Regions from separate parts of the Capsicum annuum genome. Here region 2 is linked to region 1. The links are chromatin contacts, called in public Hi-C maps. All regions are on one chromosome and are shown on one strand. The core of a region is the stretch at or near the end of the contact, and the rest is flanking DNA. Distances in the headings are between cores, read along the strand shown.

Evidence for each region. Hi-C and Micro-C count contacts between places; a contact is called where the count stands out from the background.
Region 2: a contact with region 1 is called in a Hi-C map of bud, with 5 times the contacts expected there. The contact joins the promoter of LOC107858524 here to the promoter of LOC107858525 in region 1. A contact is called at or near these places in 4 of 5 Hi-C or Micro-C datasets (bud, leaf and placenta).

The regions. Positions count from the first base shown.
Region 1 is chr2:72,784,126-72,788,214 of UCD10Xv1.1, forward strand. It overlaps LOC107858525 (ATPase family AAA domain-containing protein 3C), which reads right to left and starts at 1,728. Exons shown (of 8, transcript XM_016703227.2): 1 at 1,139-1,728; 2 at 929-1,024; 3 at 223-333. The coding sequence starts at 1,417.
Region 2 is chr2:73,072,307-73,076,425 of UCD10Xv1.1, forward strand. It overlaps LOC107858524 (anaphase-promoting complex subunit 10), which reads left to right and starts at 1,331. Exons shown (of 6, transcript XM_016703226.2): 1 at 1,331-1,710; 2 at 1,790-1,850; 3 at 2,026-2,118; 4 at 2,225-2,295. The coding sequence starts at 1,535.

The DNA of each region.
Region 1 (4,089 bases), core at 478-2,977:
AAACAACAAATATCAAAATCGTAAGCATAGGTATACAACGTGGTAAGAATTATCAGTTATTTTTTTAAATAAAAAAAAAAAGGTATACAAAGTGGTAAATGCAAGCACAGGTATACAACTTGAGTTCAAATAAATTATAATTTCTCCCAAGTACTTTGATACTCAAGTTGTCATGTCCTAGCTGAATCAAGTCTAACTAAGCTAGAAAATCACTCCACACACCTGCATTCTTTTCCTAGCCAATTCATCTTCGTATCTTAGCATTTGTGCCTTGGCTTGTGATTGCTGTTGGTAAAGATTCCGCTGGTCTTCTCCCCATTGTCGCTGTTTATCCTGCAGTTAGACAAGTGCACTTGATATAGTGTAAGGGAAACCTAATATTAACTAAGCAAAAAGTTAAAAGGATATTCACAGCTGAATGTGTCGGCATTATAATACAATGATGTTGTGCTTTAAGCATATACACCAGAATCAAAGCAATCATATCATCTTATGAAGCAATAATGCACATTCAGTCTCATTTGGTTCTTGGTTTAGGTTTCGGAAGAACTGTATCCAAAATGTTCTTTAAAATAATTACTTGTTTGGACTAGATTTTGCCTTGTATCTGGACTTGATTGTTACTCCACATAATTGGTTGGTTACTGTATACATTGTTTCCGGAGGTCAATATGACTTGAATTTGCAAAACTAAGTTTCAGTTAGTTGCCTAATTTTTTAAAACTAAAATAATTTGGCTTTGCTGAAATTGTTCTGTTTGAAACCAAAATAATCTGGTTTCCATAATAAAGATTGCTTCACTTGAGGCTTTTTTTTTTTAATTCTATCAACGTAAAAAAGAAGATTACTCATATGTTCCCGACCTTCTCTTAATTCTTTTGCTGTTATCTACAGAATTGTATGAGAATTAGATATAAAAAAGACTTACAATATCTGCTTGAGCCTGGATTGCCTCAAAATGAACTTTCTCTGCAGCAATATCTGCAAGCCGTGTTTTTTCCTGCTGTCTCATTACGTCAAACACCTTTCAACAAAAAGCAAAAAACCCAAAATCAGATTAATTCGTTCACCAAAAAGAACCTGGAATCCAAGCTGGCCCAAACACAACGGTTATCAAAAAAGAAAAGAACTCACTCACCTGTTTGTGATAGGGAGAGCTGTTGATTTCCCTAAGAGCTTTTGCACCCCTTTCTAAGGATTCCGGGTTAAACCCACCTCTTGAATCTTCAGTAGAATCCTTTGCATCTGATTCGGAAGTGTCCGCCGTCTGAGGAGGAGGAGGAGTCGTTTCCGATGAGAAAGGGTAGAAGCGAAAAGGAGAGTCGGCGTAAGCGCGGGTGGGGAAAGAGGAAGAAGTAGCAGCAATGGCAGCAGCAGCAGCCATTGCTGCCACTGAAAGTAACCTCGAACCAGTCATTATTATTACTAAGCAATTATTTGCAACATTGATGTTAAGCTAAACAGAGTTCTTCAATGTCTTGTACGAAGAGTTAAAACCCTGTTCAATGTCTTCTAATCAATCAATTTATTTCTAAATATTATAGACTGCGTATTAATTGATTAAAATAAATGACCACTCAATAAAAAATAATTTCAATATAATTAATTCAAATATAATTTATTTCATTATTACTCAATCCAATATAACTAATTTTGATATAACTTATTATTGTAATTTTAGTGCTGACATTTGTCGAACATTTCTTGTGCGGGGAGTAACCGAACCCCGGGAGTTTGGGCCAATTGGTTATGCTATATACTAGGAAAAGCCAGCCCAACTTAGGATCCATTTGCCATGAAAATTTTTTCCTTTTTTATGGAGTTAAAAATTATGGTATTTGGTAATAAAAATTCATAAAATAATTTTAGAAAATTTTTCTGAAAAGGAAAAATAGATTTTTGTTATTTTCATAATTTTTCAACTCCAATTTCAACTTTTATTATTTATTATTACATATAACTCCGATCTTTTAAATATTTACATAAAACTCTCCTTATAACATTATTTTTTCAATATTACGTATATAACAATTTTAAAGAATAAGATAATTATAATTTCAAACTTAATGTTATCCTAATTAATATATATCTCTTTTTCTCTCTCATCATTATTTTTATCCCTTATTTAATTTTCTCCTTTATTTAAGACATTATTTTACTGCTAATTTATATTTATACGCATAAATATATAAAGTATTTTATTTATATCCATAAATATATAAAGTATTATATTTATAATAGAAATATACAAAGTATGTTATATATAAAATTTATACCATATATATACCATATACACACATATATACAAAGTATTAAGAAACATACTAAGCATATTTATAATATAAATATACAAAGTATGTTATATATGAAGTTTATACCATGTATATACCATATACACATATATAAAAATACAAAGCATCAAGAAACATACTAAGCATATTTATATATTTATGGTATATGATATAATATACCATAAATATGCAAAGTATGTTTTACATAGAAATAATTTATTCACAAACAGTAAAATCTTTCATGTATAAGAAAATTAAAGAAATAAATTAGCGGCACCCTAAAATTTAATAACAACTCATCATTTCCTATTTTTTAGGAACGGAAAATTAAGGAAATAAATTAAATAAATGTCTGAAAAAATAAATTTTTTTGAAAGATAATATTTGTTACCTAAAAAAAAGGAAGTAGTGATCTGTTAATATAAATCCATATTTAAAATTTTTCAAATATGAAAAAATGGCTATTAATGTAAATATTATATATGCCATAATTGAAATTCATTAAATATGGCCATGTATATGTAATTATTTTTATAATAGTGGCTAATTGTGTTCTTTTTCCATTAGTAGGTAAATTTTAGTTGGGTGATTTTGATAGTTTGTAAAAGTTAGGGCATAAAATCATATTTAAAAAAAATAATTCAAAAGTCAAAAAAAATAATTCAAAAAAGACATGATCAAACACAACTCCGACTCCAACTCTAATTTCAACTCCAACTCTGAAAAATTTTAGTTTTTCATAGTCAAACGACTACTTAATCGTTTCAAAGAAGAGGAAACTACAATATGTCCAATGGTGAATAACTTTACTTTTTTTTTTTTCATAAGAAAATTCTACAAAATATCTTTTATTATTATAAAATAAAGACAAAATATAAATATCAAACTTAAAAAATGAGAAAACTAGAGAATTTTAGTGATGCATTTGTTACTATTTTGATCTGTTGCTTAGGAAAGGAGATAGGGCGTTGTGTAAGGACTGTAAAGTCATCCTGAGTGAGAATCTTTCGACCCAGCATAGGCTCTTGGTTATGGATTTGGGTATAAAGAAGAATAGAAAGAGGAGGACTAAGGAGTGTAGACCGAGAATTAAGTGGGGCGGCCTGACGCCAGTGAATGCGTGGGAGATAGGGGAGAGGTTGGCGGGGATGGGGGTGTGGGAGCGTAGGGGGGACGTGGATAGTATGTGGGACAGGGCGGCAAGGTGCATCAGGGAGAATGCGAGTGAGGTGTTGGGTGTTTCTAGGGGACGGGCCGGGCACTATCGGGGGGATTGGTGGTGGAATGAAGAGGTGGAGAAGAAAGTGGGGACCAAGAAAGGGGCATATGCTAAGTTGGTGGAAAGTAAGGACGAAGAGGAGAAGCGGGTAAGCAGGAAAGAGTACAAGCTAGCGAGGAAGGAGGCGAAGTCAGCAGTCACGGCAGCTAAGACGACCGTTTTTGAGAGCTTGTATGCAGGGTTACAGGAGAAAGGAGGGGAGAAAAAGTTGTTTAGACTCGCTAAGTCTAGGGAGAGGAAGGGTTGTGACCTCGATCAGGTGAGGTGCATTAAGGGGGAGGACGGTAGAGTGTTGGTGGAGGACGGCCACATTAAGAAGAGATGGCAGTCGTATTTTCATAGGCTCTTGAATGACGAAGGGGATAGAGCTATTGTGTTAGGGAAACTGGAGCACTCAGAGGAGTGTCGGGATTTTAGCTATTGCAGACGTTTTAAGGTAGAAGAGGTTAGACAGGCTGTCCGCAGGATGCGAAGGGGTAGGGCGACGGGGCCGGATGAGATCCCGGTGGAGTTTTGGAA
Region 2 (4,119 bases), core at 81-2,580, 290 kb after region 1:
ATACTTGTATTTGTATTTTATTTTTATCGATATGTTTTTATTCTTAAATAATTATTTTATATTTGTATTTGTAAGTTGATTGTATATTGTATTTAATCGTGACTATGTACAATTTATTATGAGAAAATATTCTATTTCTCCCTTGAACTATACCCAAAATGGCTGAGACACACCTCAACTTAAAGGGGTCTTATTATCCTTTGAACTAATTAAAAGTGTAATTTTGACACCCTTAGTGTCTATGTGGCACATATGTGGCACAACACACTGAAGGGTCCACGTAGGCATACGTGTGTGCCACATATGTGTCACGTAGGCGCTAAGGATGTCAAAATTATACTTTTAATTAGTTTAGGGGGTAATAAGACCCCATTAAGTTGAGGTGTGTCTCTGCCGTTTTGGGTATAGTTCAAGGGTGAAATAGGGGTATTTCTCATTTATTATTTGTATTTGTATACAAACAAGCAAATGCATTAATTGTATTTTTTCTTGATTCTAAAATATATAAATATATAATGTATCATTTGATACAAATGTACCATTTTGTATTTGTATATCAAAATTATCATTCATATTTGTAAGAGAAAATACCCAATTATCCCCCTGAACTATACCCAAAAAGGTTATGACACACTTCAACTTAAAGGGGGTTTTATTACCCCTGAACTAATTAAAAGTGTAATTTTGACACTCTTAGTGCCTACGTGGCACATGCATGGCACACACGTGTGCCTACGTGGATACTTCAATGTGTTGTGCCACATAGACACTAAAGGTGTCAAAATTACACTTTTAATTAGTTCAGGAGTAATAGGACCCCCTTTAAGTTAAAGATGTGTCATAACCTTTTTGGGTATAGTTCAGGAGGTAATTGGGTATTATCTCTATTTGTAAATAAACAAATATCACTTAATGCAAATACAATTACAAACAAATGAAACAAATGATTTTATAAATACAAATATAATATGTATTTGTATATATTGTATTTGTATAGAAATTTAAATTATATTTATTTGTGTGAATAAATACAACTCGTATTAATAAATACAAATAAGTATTCGTAGAAAGAAAATCAATCGTTCCTTTTTAATTTAAAAAATACAAATGATAGTTCGCATTTATACTTGTATTTTATAGTTCGCACTTGTATTTATATGTTGTAGTTCGCATTTATATTTTTATTTTACAGTTCGTATTTGTATTTGCATGTTATAATTTTCATTTATATTTGTATTTATAGTTCACACTTGCATTTGTGTTTTGCTAGTTCGCACGAATGAAAAGAAGAAGAAAAAATAAAAGAGAAAATACAAAAACAAAAAAAAAAGGAGAATAATAAAAAATAAAAAAAGAGAGAAAATATGTGAGCAAGAGAGGGGATATCAAATTGTAATTAGGAATAACTACTAGTAATTAAATCAAATTTAAGCTAAATGTAATTATCCAAAACTATTTGAATTTGAATATGAAAAGAACGCCCGATTTCCCCAAATGCAGACCTAGGGTTTGGGTTTTGCAATAATCAGAGGAAATGGGGGATTCATCATCAGGAGAAGAAGAAGGGAAGGTTCGAGGAGGAAGGCAGGAGCTAATTGTAGATGATGAGTTGCGGGAGATGGGTAAAAAAGCAGCATGGAGTGTCAGCTCTTATAAACCGGGCAATGCTGTTCTTTCCCTTCGCGATGATAACCTTGATACCTATTGGCAGTAAGGAAAATGTTTTCTTTCTGGCTTCTCTACTTTCTTAGCTCATTTTTGGGTTTTTGTTTTCTGTGTATGTATGCAGATCAGATGGTGCACAACCTCATCTTGTTAATGTTCAATTTCAGAAGAAAGTTAAGCTTCAAGTAGGTTCTATCTTATCTTATTTACATAAATACTTACGAATGGCACATGTCATTGGTTTGGTGCATTCACGGGATGCGAATTAATTTTTGCAGTCATGTGTTGTAGCTAATCACTTGAACACTGAGACTGGTTTAATATCTTTGTTATCTGTTTCTTTGTGTTATTTATCCTCAGTTAGTCGTCCTGTATGTTGATTTCAAGCTTGACGAAAGCTATACACCTGGTAAGGTCTCTATCCGAGCAGGAGATGGCTTTCACAACTTGAAGGTAATAGTATAATGGAACTCTGAGATTAATTGTCAAAGTCCTGAATAGTTATACCATTAAATTTTCAGAAACTTGAGACGTTATGTCATTTTTTTCTATTTTGAAGGAGATAAAAGCAGTGGAGCTTGTCAAGCCAACTGGATGGGTGCATATATCTTTATCGGGTAATGATCCGCGGTAAGAAATCGAGACTTTGGTCTCATGATTTGGCAAGTTTTTGACTTATTTCCTTCACTTCTTCTTTTTTCAGATTATGTTGCATATTATTCAGTAGCTTTACACAATTCAGTCTTTCTAGAAAGTTTATGATGCCAAATTTGGTTGTGTTTCTACAAGACTACAACCACTATGAGGTATTCCAATAATTAGAACTCATTAACCCGACAGACCACGTGGACATAAATGCGAAGAAGTATTGAATTTAAAAATCTTAAATTGTTAAACAAGATGTAGTTTCTCTGATTTCTCTTGCCAATTGATATTGAGAACATTCTTTTCCTTTTTAATCATAGATGTAACCCGAGTTTGTTAATGTTTAATCACACACTTATACTGACACGTTTTGTAGGAAAAAGAATGATTTTTGATGGTTATATTTGCAAAATGTTGATGATGGGGACTAAATACTAGCAAAGCTATGAAAGACTTAAGTTTCTTTCTTCAGCATAAGTGAGTGGCTATATCTGAGCAAAACTATAATGAAAGATAATAGTATTGCTTTCTTAAAACGTAAATGAAAGTCTTAGTTTGTATTTGGGCCATATTTGGTTGAGTTGTAAAACAAGAGAATTTGGAGTTGAAAAAAGTATTTGAAAGTTGAAGTTGTGTATGGCCATGAAGTTCACTTGAAAAAGTGTTTGCACATGTTGAAGGCTTGTGGGTCGAAAGTATCAGTTGAAATACTGATCAAACCATTATTTCAATTTCAATGTCTATATTTTAATTAGAAGTTGAATTAATCAGCAAATTGTGTCCAAATATTCATCTGCAAATAATATTCATGTCCAATGGCACCAAATCTAAATAAAACTAATGTGGAGGACTTTAGTCGATTTCCTTACGAAAAAAAGAAATTTTAGTTGATTTTGTGGAGCTACACGGAGGATTAAATTGACGAAGACTAGAATGATTTAGTCGTTTTCCGCTTAGAATAACGAGGGACAAATTCTACAGGGCGGTAGTCCGTCCGGCCATGTTGTATGGAGCGGAGTGTTGGCCAGTTAAGAACTCGCACATCCAAAAGATGAGGGTGGCAGAAATGCGGATGTTGCGCTGGATGTGTGGGCTGACTAGAGGGGATAGAGTTCGGAATGAGACCATCCGGGAGAAGGTTGGTGTGACTCCAGTGGAGTGCAAGATGTGGGAAGCCCGATTGAGGTGGTTCGGACACGTGAAGAGGAGGGGCATGGATGCCCCGGTCCGTAGGTGTGAGAGGCTAGCGTTGGATGGTTTTAGGCGGGGTAGGGGTAGGCCGAAGAAGTACTGGGGTGAGGTGATTAGGCGGGACATGAAGCAGTTACAGCTCACCGAGGACATGACCCTAGATAGGAAGGTCTGGAGGACGCGAATTAGGGCAGAGGACTAGGGCCAGTTTGAGTCGCTAGTGTAGGGAATTACTTGGTGGGGGTTTTTTCTTGTTAGGAGTCCGTGTTCCATGTTTTATTATAAATCTGTGTGCTTCTCTCTGTTTTATATTACTTATGGGTGTCGTATTTATGTTATGTAATCTTGTGCTGTGCTTTACTATGTGTTTGTGTGGTATCTCGTGTCTTGAGCCGGGGGTCTATCGGAAACAGCCTTTCTACTTCTTCAGAGGTAGAGGTATGGACTGCGTACATCTTACCCCCCCAGACCCCACTAGGTGGGAATACACTGGGTTTGTTGTTGTTGTTGTTGTTGTCTAGTCCTTTTCATTTTTCTCTTCTATGGATTTGGAGTCTATGTTCTGCACTGACAGAATGCGTCAGCCAAAGATCTGGATAACTTGCAAACATAAATTGC